Linked DNA regions of Gossypium hirsutum: region 2 is linked to region 1. Evidence: chromatin contacts called from public Hi-C data. All regions are on one chromosome and are shown on one strand. Each heading gives the region's core, a stretch centred on a gene start, on an enhancer-like site or on the middle of the called end of the contact. The rest is flanking DNA. Distances are from core to core; before and after follow the strand shown. Region 1 has its middle 5.7 kb from the start of LOC107896207. Region 2 has its middle 7.3 kb from the start of LOC107897926.

Region 1 (3,853 bases), core at 1,011-3,510:
ATCCAATGGTTTAGCTAAATTTACATCGGCGGACGAGATGAAGTCTATCCCAATAATTAAGGGATTTACAAGATTTACATAATAAAATAAAATCAAATCTTATCAGATATGATTCCCCTCAATCTTATAAGATTAGTTTCCCTATTTACCAAGGTAGCCTAATTTTTTATATCTGCTTCATTGAGCCACCCAGGCTTTAAATAGATAGGCTTCTCCATTAGTTCTTTGAATCGGGTCAGTTTTCGTGAGTCAAATAATCTCCATCTAACCGATAGACCTCATGGGATGTATTTTATACAATGGTCATGGGCTTTGAACTGCGACCTGTGACACAAACTTGTTAAAAGAACATTTTTTCTAAGTTGCCCTTTCCTTCCGTTCTTATGTGCTAATTTGATGAATGAAAAACTCTTTACAAAGCTGTTGTATAATGTAAGCTAAACGATAAGAAATTAGCTTTATTATATTAAAAGTAATAAATTTTACACTATTTTTAATCATTAAATCAAAATAAATATTTGGAAATGAAATTAATCAAAAGCGAAGAAGCTTGAATAAGAAAATTGTGGTTCAAATCAATTTTGTTAAATCAATCTCCTCTTGGCAGCCTATCTTATTTTATAACACTTTGGAACTAAACTACCCTATAATATATTGTCAGGAAGTTTAAGGAATGATTTATAGTTTAATACTCTAAATTAACTAGAGTTCAACCTTTAATCAGAGATGTCCTAACAATTAAAAATATGTTTTTTAAAATTTGTAGAGAATAAAGCCTTTCCTTAATAGTAAAATTGAGGTCACATGTTTGAGTTACAATCATGTAAATTATATATGAGTTAATATGAGTTACTTATTAAATCTAGTACTTATGATGATTTATTTTGGTAATAACTGCGTAAGTATTTGTTTAGTTGCTTTTTACGATGTCTATTTCTAGTTATAGACCCAAATCCTTAAATCGAAGAAAAACATGCTTAAATATGTTTGAACCAATGTCATTCTTATTGTTGTAAAAGTTATTATACCAATTGGACTAAGTCTCAAGTCATTGTATTTTTTAGTTATGCTGTCTTTTCTTGTCATATTTATGTATGTTAAAAGTTCCATATATTTTGCGAATAAAAAAGAAAGTGTCGTATATGTAGGGGTGGATTCAGGAGTTGGTAGGGCCTCGGCCCCCCTGAAAAGAAAATTTTCTTCTTTTTAACTTTTTTATAATTTATAAAATTTTAAAATAGAAATGGTAAAGTTGCAATTTACCCCCAAAATGATAAATTTTTAATTAATCTTTTAAAAACTATAAAGATATAAACTATTAAAATGATAAAATTACACTTTTACTATCATAAAAATATACAACTTAATCTAGTAAAAAAAAAGTTTAACTTTGTCCCTACATACATATTTATAATTATTGTGTAATTATGATATATTTGTAAAGTTATACTCCCATGATGGACTGCATTGATGTAATTTTGTGCTCTTTTAAAAATAAAAACATTTTTGTGTGTCAATTAATTAAATATGAAATATTTATTTTTACAGATAAGATAAAAGGTGTTTGAGCGCACTTGAATTTACATCCTCTTGTATTGGTAATAATGTCGACGCCAACTAAGCTAAGACTTAATTGACATCTAACTATATTATTATTAAGTCTTGAGTTAATGTTATAAGTTAATCGAACCCAGCTCAATTAGAAAAAGATTTGCAAATCAATCTTTAAAAAAAAACAAATATTACTATGAAGTGTTTTTTTTCATGATTGTTTGAATCAAATTGGACTTGCTAGTGAGGCTGGTTGGATTGAGAACCGATTGAGATACTAGCTTAGAAAAAGGCATAAGATTGATTGACTTGAAAATTGGTACGGAATAGTTGAACTGATTTTTATTTATTTATGTTGATAATTTTTTAATAATTTATTTAATCAAATGGACATACCAGTCGAATTAGTGGGACTAATCAGTTCAACCACTAATTTGATTATGTAAACGTTGATTTTTTTAATTTTATTAAAATATAATTTTTAAATTCATAATAAATCTAAAAAAAGGATTTAAGACACCAAATCCTAAAGCTTTAAACTAAAATTAGATTGTTTTTACATGCATAATTCTTTTGGGTAAGTGACATAAACTAATAGAAATGAATTGGTTTTGTATCCCAGAAGACATTTCAAATTTAAGAGTTAGGACCCAAAAGAGCTGAACAAAATATAAACTGAAAAAGCGATTAATTGGCTATATTAGTGGCAGACTTTTCTAACTTAAATTAAGAAATAATCATTTATTTGCTATATTTTAAATGTTAATTAAGGATAAACAACAGTAACAACAATTATTGTACCAATCATCCATAAAAAGAAAGTAGCAATCCTCCATATAATTCATGAGAAGGCGAGTTGATCTTTGCTCAAACACTCAAAATTCTAATATACGCAATCAGCTTAGCCGCCGAGGATCAAATTGCAATCCCAATAAGAAATATACAATCAAACTAAGAGAAGCCTAACAAGACAAGCAATGCAATATCATCTTCTTCGTTTTGCAATTATAACCAAATACAACTACTCTTAATGAAATGATATTCCATAAATTTATTTCCAACTTCAACAATTACAAATTCTACATTTATTTTTTCATATTGCTATTAAAAAAAAATCATTTTGCAGGTTTCAACATCATCTGAGCTCACTTCTTCTAATAATTAACCCATTATATAGGATAAGAAGATTATTAATATTAAAGAAAATAATATAGATAGATACCTTAAAAATCCAGTTTCTCCACAAAGAGACAAACAATATAGTTGAATTCCTTGCCAACTCATCGTCTACACATTTTCTTGTTTTGTAAGAACTTAGAACTAGGACCTATATAGCAAACAAAAGAGAAAAACTTGCATTAATCCATCCTTATCCTATCCAGAAAGCAAAAGGACCAAACAATTATCATCAAACATCCCACGTGGTTGGTTCATGGACATGGGGCATGTCATTTGTCACGACCTTCTAAATTATAATGGCAAATAAGGAAAGTGCATCAAAGTTTTTCACTGACATGAGAGAGCCCACCTTGGAACTATGAAACTACAGTTACAAATGTTAGCATATCAGATTTACATTTGTATAAAACAAAAAGCATCATTTATTGAGTCAAGATATAACTAGGATATCTGATGATGAAATGATGACTAGATTCCCCGCCGCTTACATCACAGGGAAATTTGATCTCTTTTTGGCTTTGGGTGAGAATCTGACAGGTAATAAGATAATGAAATCCCAGGGATGTAAAGGTTGATATCATAATTAATACAGGTCCCATATGCTTCTCACAGCTATAAAACAATTTATTTTTACAGTTTTGTGGATTCAAGTGGGGATGTGGGTTGCCCCTCCCTTTCCCCTTTCCCCTTTCGCGATTTCAAACTTGAAGCAGTTTTCTGGACCCATGTCCACCCATCTCGTGTAATCTGGGTGCCACCAAAATAAGAGAAAACCAAGGTGGTTTCCTTTTTTTGTCCGTTCTTTACATTGTTTTTTAAATTATTGGAGGTAGAATTCATCGTATCACTAATTTATTGATTTCACTAATTCAATTAAAAAATTATTAAAAATTAAAAATTCGATTCAACAATTGATTCAATCGATTTTTAGTTGATTTAATCAATTTTTTAATTAGTTTGTATGGATTCTCAATAAAAGCGAAATCATAAAAATTTTTTAAAGGAGTAAAATTAAATTATATATTTTTACAATAATAAAAATATAATTTAATCATTTTAATATCTATAACTTTATAATTTTTAGGGGGTCAAAGTGTAAATTTATCTTTATTAATTTAAACTT
Region 2 (3,853 bases), core at 663-3,162, 150 kb after region 1:
ACTTAAAAAAATATATGATCAGGATAGAAGGACCAAAACTTTCCAAAAATGTGTTGTAATTGTGTATTTGGGATGATTTGGTGCTTGCAGCTTCATGTTAAATTGGTATTATTTAGAAACAGTATGTCATGTCGTAACGAGTTTTGGTCGTCATGACGAGATCAAGTCCTTATGTCATGCCACGACGTCGAATAATGATTGTTGCGATGAGGCCAAGTTAGTATGTGATGTCGCAAAGAGGAACCTCCAACGTTGCGATGTCAACTCCAAACTTTGAAAACATTATAAATAGGCCCTAGTTCAACCTCGAGTTAGCTATAGAGTTTTCGTAAGCTCGTATAATACCCGGAAATTAATACTTATCATTTTATATACCTAATATACTTATATTTAAATGTTTAATGTTATAATTGAACTGTGATTTGATCATAGTTGCTCCGGCAACAAATGTGGTACCTTGTTACAACATCAATCACATCACTAGCTTAATGATGTGGGTTTCAAGTTTACCGTCATTGAGATCTAGGGTTTGATCTCTTTATTTGCAAAGTTGTGATTGCTTGTAATTGAATTTAATTCTAATTAACTTGTTTTTCCAAGTTTTAAAATTTATACAATAATAATAGTGTTTTAATTTTAAGATATATATTTTATTTTTTCAAATATGATTATGTGTTATTTTATGAATTTTGTTTAAACAATCTCACAATTTTATTTATGAGGGACAATTTCTATACATTTTGGCCTAGTAAAGTGCATACTATTTTTTAAGTATTATTATAATTTTTATAATAATTAATATTTTATTTAAAATTTAAAATTATATAATTATATAATTATTTTATACCATCAAACATGACATGCTAAAAAAAATAAAATTCTTTGTAATTATAAGAATGACTTTTACCCAATTATACTATAGTTTCAAAATGCACCCTTATTATTCGGAATTTGGAATTTTCAACAAAATTGATAAAAAAATTATTTCTTTACAAATCTAAATAAATAAACAAAAGAATATAAATTATAAGAATGAAAAATACAAAATCAGCACATCAACCCATCAACTGTACTCACTTTCCTCTTTTTGCATCCACATCCATAGCTGCCAAACTAAACAGAAAGGTTATTAAAAATTTGCGTGAAACATCTCAGGTTTGGGGTAAATAATCTGCTTTTCAAAACAAGCCCTGTTTAGCTTTATTAAAGGAGTTGATATATTCTTTTTTGTCTAAAATAAATATTATATATATTTTTAAAATCGCTTTTTAATCTTAATGGTAATAAATATATTATCTTGAAATTTAATAATTTTAGCTATCACTATGTTCTATAAAATATATTCCATTCCTTGATCATGCAATATCGTTTTATTTTTATAAAACAAAGATATAAAGAACAAAAGGAATCAAATCATCAAATATATAGCAAAAGAAACTCGAATCTTATGTCACTTTGCCTGTAATTTCTAAAACTCTGGCTTAATGGTATATACTATCGTGAATGAACATGGCCAAGAAGGGGGAAAAAAAACTTCAAATAGAAATATATAGAAACCTTAAATTTCCTCTGCCTTTCACTGCCATAGATAGCTTTATATACATACAATTCGCTCCTATACACATACATGTAACCTCAAAAGATTCTAAGAATGAAAAAGATAGCAAAGGGCAAAATCTTGCAACTAAACCAACAATATAATATAATATATATTATTGTTAAGAGACATCAACCCCAATGGCGTCTGTGTTGGCATTCAATAAACAAAACCTGGAAGGCTTGGGCTGGAAATTTCTCCTCCTTTGCATGTCATGGGTGGATGGTCTAAGGATTTGGATTAGAAAAGGGTTGATGAGATTTGCTTTGGGTATTTTCCAGTGGGTGGGTGGCACACGAACCAGCTTGGTGCGACCAGGCGGCAGCCTGTTGAAATTCCTATGCAGGCTACACCTGAAGGATCCCGGGTGTGAGGTTGGGGCACATAGGCATCTACGCCCTTCTGACTTGGACTTCCATGATGATGCATGTTTTGAGGCCATGAGAATGGTTCAAAAAAGCTTTTATCAAACCGGGAATAACTCTTCTTTGTGTGGGTAACCAATTCCTAGCTTCAGAATGTCGCGGTTTTATAGCTTTGAAAAGAAAAAAAAAGTTGCCTTGGAGCTTTGTATTAATAAATGATTTTAAAAATAAATATTCAACAACTTCAGTCTATATAGTATATATAATAAACCATATCACATTTTTAAAAAAGAATCTAAAAATAATCTCAAACCTGGATGAAAGGAATGGAAAAAGAAAAAGCCAAGTCAGAGTTACATCAATGATTCATTTTATTTCCCTTTTCAAGGTGCGGATTCAGGGAGTGGGGCGAAAACTGTGACGTCTGTCTAGTCAGTGGTGACTCTTAAATGCATGCATGTGGATCAACCCACAATTTTATTTTCATTTCTTTGAATCTTTAACTGATCTGAATTCAACTATTTAATGTAAATGAAATACATTTTCCTTCATTAGGTAAATATTAATCTGATAAAATCAAAAATTAATTGTACAAACACTGTCCAACTTGGCACCAATTTACAGTTTTAGTAAATAAAAGTAATTCAAAATCAAATTTATGCTATAAATATTTTATTATTAAGTGAATCTCCATCAAAATTTAGATAAATTTTGATATACTTTAAATTTTAATAGTCATTATAAGTAAAGTTTTATTTCATTTATACTTCTTATGTCTATAAATATAGACTTTGAAGAAGCTTTGTATTGATCGATAAAATACACTCTCTTTGCTCTCCTATTCTCTTTTGTTTTTTACTTTCTGTCTATTTATTTATAACACGTTATAGTACGATTCTTTTTTATTTTATAATACAATCACTCCAAAGCTGTTGTTCAAGTTGTTGTCGATTGCCTTCTAGAGCTATTGCAATTTCAATATTCAATTGAGGCCTGCGCACGATGGGTAATCATTATCCAAGGAAATTTATATAATCCTTACATGGGTGATGACAATGATGTTAAAGATCTTCAGGGATATTTTACTATGATTTATTTATTATATCATGTTTATTATAATTGGAGACTAATCATGACAACATGAATAGATAGATTTTGATTTGAAATTCACGCATGTTTGCGATGGTGATTATGTAATAAAGAATCAATGAAGGCGTTTAGAAGTCTGTCCTACTAGATTTGTTGCATCATCCAAAGTGAATGCAAACATAAAGAAAAAAAAATAATCATGAACCACTAAAAGTGGGAACATAGTAATAAATAAGAAAACAATGAGAGTTCTCAATATAACTCTTCAAAGGGTAAATATAACTTATATTATCAATGTGATATGAAAGATTATTGGCCACGTATGTGGCGTATGTCCAAATATTTTGTTTCTGTTAATATTCTTTGAGGAAGGATATGAGAATGTAGTAATGAATTCTATCATTACAGATAGAAAATATTTATCTTATTTGGTACTGAAACAAACAAATATTATTCCAGAAGAGCTAATATATCAATGTCTAAAAAGCAAAAACTTTGTGATGGTTAATGCATTAGTTTTAAAAGATATCTATTATAATGGATATCATATTGAGATTGTAAATGAAGAAAAGATTATATTTCATATGAATCAATATTGCTATAAATATCTAAAGCTTGTTATGGTTGGATGCACCTGAAGTTGCAAGTTTCTTTTGGACATTTGAAAATTTTTGCATATTCCCTAAAGCGAATATTTCATATAATTGTTTGGAAATTATATTTATTTTGTTGACTTAGTGGCATTATAAACATCACATTGATTTAGACATTTCTAGTAGTAAATGTCACAATAGTACTTATA

The links. Hi-C and Micro-C count contacts between places; a contact is called where the count stands out from the background.
Region 2: a Hi-C map of seedling shows a contact between it and region 1, with 1.9 times the contacts expected there. The contact joins two enhancer-like sites. A contact is called at or near these places in 7 of 34 Hi-C or Micro-C datasets (fibers, hypocotyl, leaf and 1 more).

The regions. Positions count from the first base shown.
Region 1 is chrD08:24,836,316-24,840,168 of Gossypium_hirsutum_v2.1, forward strand. No RefSeq gene overlaps it. Among protein-coding and RNA genes, the nearest start is that of LOC107896207, 5.7 kb to the right of the region's middle. Within about 2 kb of position 2,261, at least 6 of the 9 cell types and tissues checked have an H3K27ac peak or open chromatin away from gene starts, as enhancers often do. A contact at or near this core is called in hypocotyl, where this site is marked.
Region 2 is chrD08:24,990,844-24,994,696 of Gossypium_hirsutum_v2.1, forward strand. No RefSeq gene overlaps it. Among protein-coding and RNA genes, the nearest start is that of LOC107897926, 7.3 kb to the right of the region's middle. Within about 2 kb of position 1,913, at least 8 of the 9 cell types and tissues checked have an H3K27ac peak or open chromatin away from gene starts, as enhancers often do. A contact at or near this core is called in hypocotyl, where this site is marked.